Regions from separate parts of the Mus musculus genome. Here region 1 is linked to region 2. A link is a contact called in public promoter capture Hi-C data. All regions are on one chromosome and are shown on one strand. Each heading gives the region's core, a stretch centred on a gene start, on an enhancer-like site or on the middle of the called end of the contact. The rest is flanking DNA. Distances are from core to core; before and after follow the strand shown.

Region 1 (5,844 bases), core at 2,701-5,200, 1.1 Mb before region 2:
GTGAGCCCCTGAGGTTGTCCTGGCTCTGCCTGCCCATCAGTGAGGTTACATACAACACTTGTTGTTTCTCCTGGCTTTTCACATGGAGCTGGATATTCAAACTCAGCTCCCCATTCTTACACGCCAAGTACTACCCTGACACAGTGCCTCACACCAGTCATTTTTTCAAAAAGGAAAATAAAAGTTAATTTTCATTGTTTCTTCTTCTTTAACATGCATCCTTTACATCCTTGTCTGTAGGTGGATGGTAACCATCCACAAGATTTAGGCTCTTTTAAATCCCAGAATGTTTGCTTATGCTCCATGCTTAGATTGTACATTGGATGACAAAACTGTTTCCTTCTGTTGGATATGTTTCAAGAACTGGACAGAGCAATTTTGCTTACTTTCAGTTAGCTAGGACTAATTACAGCCCTGTATCCAACTAGGAGGAAACTATTCTTTGTCTTTAAGAAAGAGGAGGTGCTAGTGGTGGAAGCCCATGTTCCCTAGAATTGTGAGATCTGATATTTGGTCTATGAATGAGCTAATTTCTCTTCAGTGTTACACAATGTTGAGTAGGAAAGTTAAACTTAGTGTTTGTATCATTGCCCTTTAATGTTTGAGTTAGCATGTGCTGCTAACTTCAGATAGAGGATATTTACCAGGTGGTAATGATCCTTGAAATATAATTCCTTTTGCTTAAAATACCGAAAGTAAATAACACAGAAAGCACAGTGAAAAGGGATAAACTACAAATACACACACACACACACACACACACACACACACACACACGACACTACTTAAGGGGCACAATGACCAGGACGTGTGCCCTATTTGTGATAATGTGACAGAGGAGAGGTAAGAGAGGAGGGTGGTCAAGATTAACATATGGAGGAAGCCAATTAACATAAAGCCGCTCCCCATAAGAGTTATATTTAAGGAAGCTAGACATAAGTATAGGAGGAGGTGGGTGCTATTAAAATGACTAATAAAAACTCTCACTCTCATGGCCAAATGCCTTTTGAGGTCCTAAACTTACCTAGCTCTCTCTAGCCTGTTTCCATTCTCTCTCTCTTTCTCTCTCTCTTTCTCTCTCTCTCTCTGTCTCTCTCTCTCTCTCACCTCTCTCATTGTCTCCGATCTGATTTCTTTGCCCAGAACACATTCTGCCAAACTGTAGACTTTATTTGGATGCAGAGAAAATGATTTGGTTACTAAGAAGGGGCAGGAAGTTCAAATGGAGAAAATGACAGGACCAGAAGCACAGATGTGAAGCAATGGACACAGAGCTCTGCTCCTGCATTGGACCAGGTAGCAGTGAATGTCCTGTGCAGGGACAGAGACTTCCATTCTCCAACAAGTACCTGTTGCATACATCTTCATAAATCATGCAAGGATTTGTGCTCACTCAGGCATTCAGGTCCCTCTGGTGAAGAAGATGAATTTATTAATCACCTAAGTGCACAAGAAGACCTCTAATATTTTAACCAGCAATATCCTGTGCCTGCTTTTATGGAAATGTCCTCCTTTGCAGTGATCTCCCAAAAACCTTTCAAGGGCAGCAATCTGAAGAAGAGGAAGCCCAGTCCCCTCCATGCCTTTGCCTGACACTTTGGCAGATCAAAGATGTCATCTTACAAAAGAGAACTTTTCAAGATGTGGTCAGGAGACTGGTTTTACAGAGGAAGCAAACAGAAATAAATCCCACAGTCACAGACAAGAATGGTCTGCTGCTCCTCAGTTCTCTTCTTGCTCATGTTGCCAAATCTGGAGGCACCAAACCCCAGGGAATGTAAAGAACAGTCTCTCTCTCTCTCTCCCTCTCTCTCTCTCTCCCCCCCCCTCTCTCTCTCTCTGTTACTCCATGATTCTTTACATTTGAACTGCAATCCCAACTTCATGTTATTTTCTGAAGTCATTGAAATGGCATCCCTATATGTGGATAAATCTCATTTGAAATTTGTTGGTCACTAGACTCTGAGCTAGGAGACCAAATTTCACTTCATGAAATTTGGTGTCACCTTTTTGTCCTGTTTGAATCTCTCTCATATGTATTTGTGAAATTCTCATAAAAACTAATCACTCTATTTCCTTGACAGATCATATTTTGTGAAAGACAAAACAAATCCAAACAACCAACCAAAAAACCTTCTGCATTATTTATACTCAAAGAGACAAACAAAAATGTCCATTTCAAGAAATCATAGTTCACAGTCCCTTTTCTCCACTGTGGATTAAATGGCAAGCAGAACATTTCACAGGTGATACTGATTTACCACCTGCTATTTTGATTGGCAGGGACTGGAATCCATATCCACTTAATTTACTGGTTTATGGAATAGGTTCATTAAGAAATGAGAATGAGTCTTATTATTGCTGTTAGAAATAAGCGGCATGGTCCCAAACAAATCACACCATGCAACAGATCTCACATGGAAGGTTTATTAGGAGGGTGTCAGAGGTAGCCTCTGGGAGAGGGAGGAGGAAAAGAGAGAGGGAGGACCAGTCTTTTATCTAGGCGATGATGCGTGTGCCAAGGGACATAGCAAGAATATAACATGCATAAATCTTCTAAGTGATAAATATATTCTTTCATGAGCTGGGTCAAGATAATTCCCTTTCTCACTGAATTGTCACACAATCCAAAGTACAGCTTTCTGTTTGAGGATAAAAAAGAATAGTGTGTTATTCTCCATCATGTTTAAGTTTTGTTGCATGTAAAGCAGTCTGAAGTCTTTAAGCAAAAGAATTGAATTAACAACTCATTTCAAACACAATAGGTATGTTATACTGGAATTTCATGGCATCTCCTCTTTAAAATTAACAAACAAGCAAGCAAACAGAAACTATAAGAAGTGTTTCTGAACTCAAAAATTATCAAGCTCTATAGTAGAGCTTCAGGAATGTATATTAAATTTGCAAGTTATCTTGCACTATTCTTTTTTATTCAATACACTAGACTTGTACATTTTCCTGTACAGTTCATAAAAGACACTCTCTACATCTGACATTTTAAATAGATTTTTTAAAGTTATTTTACACATTGGATTGAGGGAGTGGAACTAAAGAAATAATTCCTGCAAAGACAGGAGGGAAGGAAGGAAGGAAGGAAGGAAGGAAGGAAGGAAGGAAGGAAGGAAGGAAGGAAGGAAGAAAAAGGAAGAAAGGCAGACAGATAGATACACCCAAGCATGGGGATGTCTTTGACCTAACTATACACCTTTTCAGTTCACTGACAAGTTGAACTTGGAATGGGCTAACAGTAACTCAGATGGTGACCAAGGGGGCATTCTAGGGCAGAAGGCAAATGCACCTGTGATGGCCACCGCTGTGGAGAGGAAATAAATATTCCGACTTGTCCAAAGTGCTGACGCTCTGGCTTCTGTTTGGAGTGGTCTCCATGTTCTCCTAACTTCACTTAATTGTTGTGAAGTCAGGCTGTTAGACTGACCCTCACTTCCCAGGAAATGAGGGCTCTGGTAAGGTCAGCAGGGGAGGAGGCTTCTGGGTATAATGTGGGTCAATGGCATTGGCAGCCAAGTCCTCAAGAGAGGAAAATCTAGACTAGGGTGGCTTTTTGACTTAGCATTATCTGTCTTGAGAAAATTTTCTCTGACACTTTCTTGATGAGGCAAATTGCCAAGCCAATAGAAATGTTTGCCACAGACTATTCCAAATCAACTGTGATGTGGCCTGTCAGCACCAATATATAAGCTCACCCCCTCCCCAATTTTCTTTTGTTTAACAAAAAATGCCACAAAATTCAAATATACTTTCATGATATTCAACTTGACTTAAACTTTCCCCCAAGGTTTTAGGTTAGGTGAGACATACTGAGAAGTTAGACTGATTCATTGAGTCTACAATAGTGAATGGACCTTGTGACTGAGGCTGACACACACAGGCATACTGAGAATTCTGTTCTGAGCATTTTTCTCTGACTTTGAACATCAATTTGCTGAGGTATTTTAAGCACCAGATTGCTTTGCAAATATTTATTTGAGATGTGCCTAGAACTGAGAAGTTGTTTCCCAAGCCAGGAAGAATCGTACGGGCACATTTATTGAGTTTTAGTGTATTGGCTTCTCATCAACCCCCCAAGAGGCAGATAAAAATAAGTGCAAATAAACTATTGGCAAAGTGTGAAGTTTAGCTCACAAATGCGGTGTTTTCTTCCACTGAATATGAAACATTCATGAGTATGCATTGCACATATCAGCTCAGAGAGTCAATACAAAGTTTTCTGGGGCTGAGTTTAATGCTTGTTGACATGACTGTGCGGTAGAAGCAAATGATGTTTCATGCAGAGTTTGGGTAGAAAGGACCTTAGGGAATCTTATACACATTGATCTTCAGTATCTGGATATAGTTTTGATGGTGAGTAACCAAGCATCAGGGTCTGATCATTGATTGATTGGGTGGCAGAAGGATTCCAGGATGGGTTTGAGTTCCAAACATCCTGATGCTTCATGCAAACATTAATGATTTTTTTAAAGGATTTGTGTTCTTCCCAGTGTACATGTGATCAGCTTGTCCAAACCTATGTTCTACCATGGAGTAGTGATGTTTCAGTGTCAATAGTGACAAAAGTGTGTGTGTGTGTTGTTCATGTGTCTGTGTGCATCATTTGTCAGTCTTTGTTTTCTTTCCTCGTTTTCATGTTTTTCTGTGTTTTCACATATTTGTGTTCATGCTCTATCATTTTTTGCTTTTTTTCCCCCCTTGAAACAGCATCACTCAGAGAATCTAGACTCATGCTGGTGGCCAGCATGCCCCAGTCATTCTCCTACCTCTGTCTGCTACAGTCTGTGGTTGTAGGCAAAGTGCCTTTATTCACTGAGCCATGCCTCTCACCCCCCTCCAAATAAAAACCCACAAAAGTTTTAGCTTGTTACTTCGTGACCATATCAAGTTTCCTTGTCTTGAGTAATACTTTTGATAATAAAGAAAATAAATTCAAGAAAAAGAAATCCCCACATCCGTGAATGTGTTCAAAGTGAAAGGGATACAGTAGACATGTCAGACTCTTGGGATAATCATAAGATGATGATAGAATAATCATAATAATTACTTCCCTAGATATGTTAGTTAGTCATTATTACTGTGATATAACACTGGGATTAAGGTAAATTGTAAAAGGAAGAGTTTGTTTATTTGAGCTTAAGGCTCTGGGAGAATAAGAGTGAGAACTTATTGTGAACTCTGAGCATGAAGTAGGAGATTGGTGGGCCCAGACAGAGTGGGACCTTGTGTTCTGCAAGCTTGCTTGCCTACTGATGCAATCTCACAGCTGACATCCAGGTTCCTGGCTCTTTCCATGTTTACAACCCCTCTTCCATAATATCCTTAATTCTTAGGTGCAAGAATTGCCTTATAGATGTATCAGTTGGGGCTAGGTGCCCATGGTCAGTTGGTCTGTCCGGTACAAAATGAAGATTCTTTGATGAAGGGATATATTTATATTTATGTGTGGGTATCAGGTGAATCATTTTGAATGCAGTTAGCAACTATACTGGTCTGGGAAAGGGGCCATAGTTGGTCCTCCTCTAAGATTCATGACCTCACTAGCCATCTGTAGTTGGCTAGGTTTACAGTAACAGGCAAAGTTTCCCTTCTGTTGAGTGGGGCTCTTGTCCAATTAGAAAACAATTGGTTAAGGACAAGATATAAGTGCTACTATGTACCTTTTGGGATGTCTTGGTATGCTGGCCGTTGTTGTGATTCATTGGCATCATGGTTGGATGGCTGGGTAGGACTTACTGATGACTTTCTTCCCACAGAAGCTTGTGCATCATTTTCTGATGCTATGGCACTATGAAAGCTAGTTTTTTGGGAAGAGGATTTTGTGTCTGTTACATT
Region 2 (5,811 bases), core at 717-3,216:
CCATTTTTCATTTGCTGCCCCACCCCAAATGATTTAGTCATCTTAATTTTAGCAAAATGGTCTAGAAAAATCCATTTAAACAAGTCTTTGATGTCTGGCAAGCAAAAGCACGGCCACACGTAGCCATTGTTCATCAGGTTGTAAGTTAATACTCTATGTGGCAAGATTTGGCCTCTTACTCCATGTTAAATATTGGTGAGAACTGTGGCCCACTGTTAATTTCCCATAGCCACCGAGCTTCTTAAGTCTCAAGCTGCAACTCCTATGATCTAGGAACTCCCACATGGTTCATTTGTCTATAAGGTCTATTAATGAGGTGTGGGGATTTCAGTTGCCACCATGACAACCAAGATGTGCTTATTGCTTGTTTCTATTTCCTAGATACAGAAGGGTGGAAGGAAGCATCATTCTCTCTGGCCGCTGTTTTACTATTAAAACCTGGTAGTTGTGGACATTTAGGCAGACATCGTGTGACCAGCCTGATTACAAGATATAAATAGTCTGATAAATAGTTTGCGTAGAGGCAGTAAAATATGTCACAACCTACACATTAATTTGTAGTAATTTTTTTATTTAAAATATTTTTCTCTGTGTTCTATGTTATTCTTACAAGCCTATAATCTTGTTGTCCATTTTATAAGTCGTATGTGTGTGTGTGTGTTGCTGGGGTTTAAAGCCAGGACCTTGTACAATCTAGGCAAGCAGACTATCACTGAACTACAAGTCCACTCCTATAATAGAATTTTAATATTTTCTGTTTCTATGGGTGCAATTTTGTTAAGTGAGTAGGTATTTTTTGTGAAGATAAAAATATTTACATACCTTTCTTGTAGGTGTTTTCTCTCATCAGTAGTATTATTAGCAGTATTTACCATAGTTTATGATTCGCAAGACCTGAAAATTTAAATTGGTATAAGAAAAAGTTCTTAACTTCAGGCTACATATGATGTAGCTGAAGAGATTAGCATGTAAGACAGTGAAAGGGATACTATGGTGCCAAGTGGGGTGTTTGAGAGGAAAGATATCATTGTGTCAGGCTCTATGATAGTGTACACACACATGCAGGCAAAACGTCCACATCTATAATAAAGCAGAACACATTCTATAGACTTAGTTTTCAATTTGAGAACTACACACACATACACAAAATATGTATGAATGTTCACATTCACAGAGCTGAAGATGTTTTCGAAAGTAACTGTAACACATAGCACTGGGGACTGCACACACCAGACACATTCAGTATCAAGCCAGCAAAAATTCCAGCATGAATAGTGTGTGTGTGTGTGTGTGTGTGTGTGTGTTATGAATTGGCAGTTTGTGGCTTCTGGATAAGAAAGGATCAGTCTTCCTCAGGGATGTGTAATTTTGGTATTGTGAACTTTACTTTGCAATACCTTTGGCCCTTGTTTCGATCACTTTGGGTAACGACATTCCAAACATCAGTTTGCATTTTAAGTAAAAATTAAGCGTGGTATATAGTCTTTGCCAGAAGTCAACACTTGCAGATTTTCGGAGGATGTTTGAAGGAACCGGTAGGATGTTCAAGGTGGTAGTCTGAGGTTGGAGAGGAGAAGGCAGTCTTTACAGAAACGAGGAGGGAGGACGCTGCAGCAAGAGGGAGGAGTGTCAGACTTTTATCAACTCTTTAAATACAAGGGAACAGAGGCAGATGGGAGGGTGGAGAACCAAGGCCGTCCTTCTTGAGGCGACAGAAGTCTCCTCAAACCCATCGAGCCTCGGTGGAGGGTGCGGCGAGCTCCCCAGGAGGTTCTGAGCACCTGAGCTAGAGTCGGCAGGTCCAACCAAGTACTCTGCGACTCGTTCGCCGCGCTCACCTCCGCCGGAGCCCCGCCCCCAGTAGCCCCGCCCCCAAGCGCGCTCCCGTCTCGAGCTCCAGGAGCACGCGCATTACGCACGCCCCGCCCTCAGGTGCATTCAGGGGCGGGCAGGGGGCGTGTCTCCGGCGGCGCGCGCGGCTCTCTCGGCGTAGCGGGGCGGCGGGCACGCGCGCGCTCGGCCTCGCGGACCGCGTCTCCGCGCAGAATTTCCGAGCTCCGTCACTTACCGCGGTCGCGGTCGCCGCAGGTAAGCTCGCGGCTTGGGCCTGACAGCGCTGCGGCTGCGACGCCGGGGTGAGGAGACGCCGAGGCCCGCGGCGCTCGAGGTCGCTCGCCATTCGTGTCTGCGGAGAGAGGTGACGCGGCGGCGGGGACGGGGCATGGACCGTGGAGATGGCCGAGCAGCTAGGGAATGAGGAGAGGGGAGGGTGTGGCGGGCCGCGGGGAGCCGGAGGATGCTGGCGGGTGGCGGGCGCTGACAGGGATCCCTGGGCTAGCGACATCCTCAGAACTTCTAGAGAGGCAGAAGGAAAAGAAAGGACAAACCGAAATTAAATAAAAGCCCAAACCAAACCGAAGTCAGTTTTCCCCCTGAGGGCTCAGGAGCATCGCCCTACTTGGGGCGCAGATCGGGTAGCGGATCATGTGTGACCAGAGGACTCGGGGTGAGAGGAAAAGCCGCAGAGCTCGTGACACGGTTTTGGGGTTGAAAATAATCTGAATTCCCCAAACATAGCTAACGAAGATTCCCAGGCGCGGAAAGGTTTCAGGGAGGAGGAGAAAGCGAGGTCCATGGGGGACAGCGGCCTCTGGGGCAGTCGGAGTTGAGGATTTTCGCCCCAGCTCTCTAAAAGCTTCGCTTTACGTTTTCAAAGAATCAAGTCTGAGGACAAAAATTAAGGACATTCTGGAGCCCCAGATGAGGTTAGATCCTGGCTCAGAGCCAGGGTCAGTATTACTTCATCTTGACAGCTGCTCTGAGGTTGGAGATGGTACTCTGTGTGGGAAATATGGGTCTTAAAGAGGTTAAATAACTTTATTAAGGTCCCAGCTGGGGAAAAAAATGAGGTACTGAGATTCTCCCTCTGAGATTCCAGACTCTCTAATCCTGGTGCTTTCCTCACTCTATTTTATGTTTGCCCAGAGAGCATTTTTATGTCTCGTCAGAGAAGACTCAATAGATAAGAACATTATGAGAACACTTTGTGTGTGTTTATCCTGAAAGCAGATTTAAGAGACAGTGATCTTTGAATGTGGGTCATTTAGGCAGATGTGTCCTTGATAATGCAAAACTTCAAATTCTATTAAACATAGGGAACTCTTAAATTTTGCATAAATTTATTAATATGTTCGTTACATGCCAGGTAATCATTTTGTTCCTAAAGTTCCTAGATGAATATAGTATGTAATGTCTGCCATTGAGTTTAATTGAAAGAGTAATTATATAAAAGCAACTCATACTAATATAAATTGTAGTCCTCATTAGTGTGTAGATTACACTGGAAATAGTTTTAAGTGCAAACTTAAAACTTTTATACAGTGCAAACTTTATACTTTTATAAACATTATATATAAAGAAAACTATTAGCTGACTTGCCATATGGGTACTGTTACATCGTTTTCCTCCAGCAAGGCGTTCTGTCATAAAACTTAGGTCAAACTTTACTGGCATTAGTATCTTGCTTTATGTCACTACTTTTGGTAAATTTTAAAAGATCAGCGAAGAAAGCGTTTATGATGCCTTCTGTTAAATTTAAAGGTTTATTATACCCATTATGAAGCCAGTAAAATAGCTGGATAGGTTTCTCTTTCAGTGCATTGCTAGACAGATTAGCAGCTCTTTTCAAAAAATTAAATCTTAATTTAAAAGTATAGTTAAACTGGATGGCATTTACGTTTCTGTGGTTTAGAGTTCTCGGGGGAATGGCAGCCATGCACGTTGTTTAACATGTAAATTATTGGAGGCCCAGATGTCAGCGAGTGGTTGGAGTGGTGGAGCCGTTTCTTTGGATTGTTTCTGTTTTCTCACTGAAGTAGGAATCCAGATTGCAGTTTGTAGGTGATGGTGGAGATGGAGATGGAGGGGTTTTGAGGATTGAGGCAGTCAGTGGACTTCTAAAGTGTGAAGCATCTCCCTTGGGTGTAGAGGTACAGAGGAGGAGTGGGGTGCCACTTGGGGTGTTCCATATCGCATACAAGGCATTCCACACTCTGTTGTCAGTTTCGTCTGTACATTGCTGCCCAGGGCGTACACCCGTGCTCTGCCACATTCCAGGGTGGCATCTGCCTCCACCGGGTTGTGGATAGCTCTCTTCTTCATTTTACATAGATCTTGTCTTTTGGGAATTCAGCATCTCCATAGTTTTCTCTCTGCTTAGAAATTCTTTCCTAACTCTTTCCCTCAACTGGAATTACACTATTACATTTAATTTGATTTACATTAAGTTAGTGATAGGAGGATCCTTTTTTTTTTTTTTTTTCTGGTTCGCGCAGACATTCTTTAGAACGTGTTAGAAAAGTGACCTAGCGTTTCCACTTGTGTCCCTCTCCTACAACTGATGAAAGGAGTTAGTGAATCTTTTTGGATGAAGAGTAAGGAAGTAAGTCACCTAGGCTTTGAAGACTGAGTAGATTCTGTCTCTGCTTAAATTTGCCCTCATAGCACCAAGTGGTCCCAGACAACACAGGTATGAAGCAGCACGGGTGTGTTCCAACACAACGTCATACGATGTAAGGAGACCCGAGGTTTGAACTTTATATTTTCACCTGTCATAGTTATTGCTATTTGTTTTTTTTCCCCCCAACACTTAAAAACATGTGGATATTTGCTAGGAGGGTGGATATCTGGGAGTTGGCAGCCATCAGGAGCTTCACAGTGAAACCTGGACTCATTCTCCCTCCCCCATCCCACCCCCACACGTTGCTAACTCGCGGAAGATGTAGAGCAAGGCGTGGGCCGGATATGGACACCACTACCTCTTCCATCTTAGCTTTCAGACTCTTAATCTGTAAGGACTCTCAGAAAGAGGCTTGAGAAAGGAAACTGTATTAAGATAATTACCATTGGTGGTGTCAGAGAAACAAACAGAAATAAGGCACTTAGTTTTCATTAAGGATCTTACCGGTTAGGGTCAACATGAAGACATAAAAATGATAATACACTGTGTTCACTAATTACAGTTAGATGTTCTTAGAATAAAGGGGAATAAAGCAGTGGTAATTAGCTTTGCTTGAGTTGGCCAGAAATGACCTCAGTCATCTTTTGGAAACGCAGAACATATTTTCAGTTGAGAGCCTTTGCAAGAATCTCAAACGTGCTAAGAAGATCATTGACCATATCAGATCAGTAAAGAGCTCTGAATGTAAAGATTGCTCAGCTTTTTAAAAAATATAATATGATATTACTTCATACCTCATAGAAGTGAAACATGGATTTCAAAATGGGCTCTACATAATACATTTTAGTTTCCAGGTGAATTTTCCTCTTACAAAATAAAATGGCATTGTTTATTCCAAAATATTTGATACATTGTTGCCAAAAATGCTCTACAGAGGTAGTGGTAATTTAGATAAGGTAGAGATTTTTTTTTAAATGAAGAATCTCTTAAAAGCACATTTTTAAACAAAGGCAATTAATAAAACGATGGGATAATCTTACATTTAAAAAGATACCTTGTAACTTTCAGATTTCTCAGTTAGCAAACATTCGCAGTCCGATGAGATGGCTCAGTAGTACTTGGCGACCAAGCCTACAGCTCTTGAGTTCAGTCCCTTAAGCCCACACGGGGAAGGGGAGAGCCAGCTCCCAGCACGTGGACACACAGACATTCTCACAGAGCAACTAAATATGAGACACACGTAGTAAATAACGTTTTCACATTTCTTCTCATTTTCTGGTATTTGGCTTGTGAAATAATTCAATGCTTTTTTTTCTTTTTTAACTCGATTACTTCTATATTAGGCAAGAAAG

The links. Promoter capture Hi-C pulls out the DNA fragments that hold promoters and counts their contacts.
Region 1: a promoter capture Hi-C map of liver shows a contact between it and region 2, with 5 times the contacts expected there. The contact joins the enhancer-like site here to the promoter of Abca5 in region 2. A contact is called at or near these places in 9 of 39 promoter capture datasets (the 3T3-L1 cell line, the C10 cell line, frontonasal cranial neural crest and 5 more) and 3 of 115 datasets of contacts at active chromatin or transcription factors (astrocytes, forebrain and stem cell-derived neural progenitor cells).

What each region holds. Positions count from the first base shown.
Region 1 is chr11:111,438,282-111,444,125 of GRCm38.p6, reverse strand. No RefSeq gene overlaps it. Among named protein-coding and RNA genes, the nearest start is that of Gm30158, 71 kb to the left of the region's middle. Within about 2 kb of position 3,950, at least 1 of the 459 cell types and tissues checked has an H3K27ac peak or open chromatin away from gene starts, as enhancers often do.
Region 2 is chr11:110,333,871-110,339,681 of GRCm38.p6, reverse strand. It overlaps Abca5 (ATP-binding cassette, sub-family A (ABC1), member 5), which reads left to right and starts at 1,966. Exons shown (of 39, transcript NM_147219.2): 1 at 1,966-2,197. Gm39445 (a long non-coding RNA gene) reads right to left here and starts at 1,844. Exons shown (of 3, transcript XR_880289.1): 1 at 1,398-1,844; 2 at 823-894.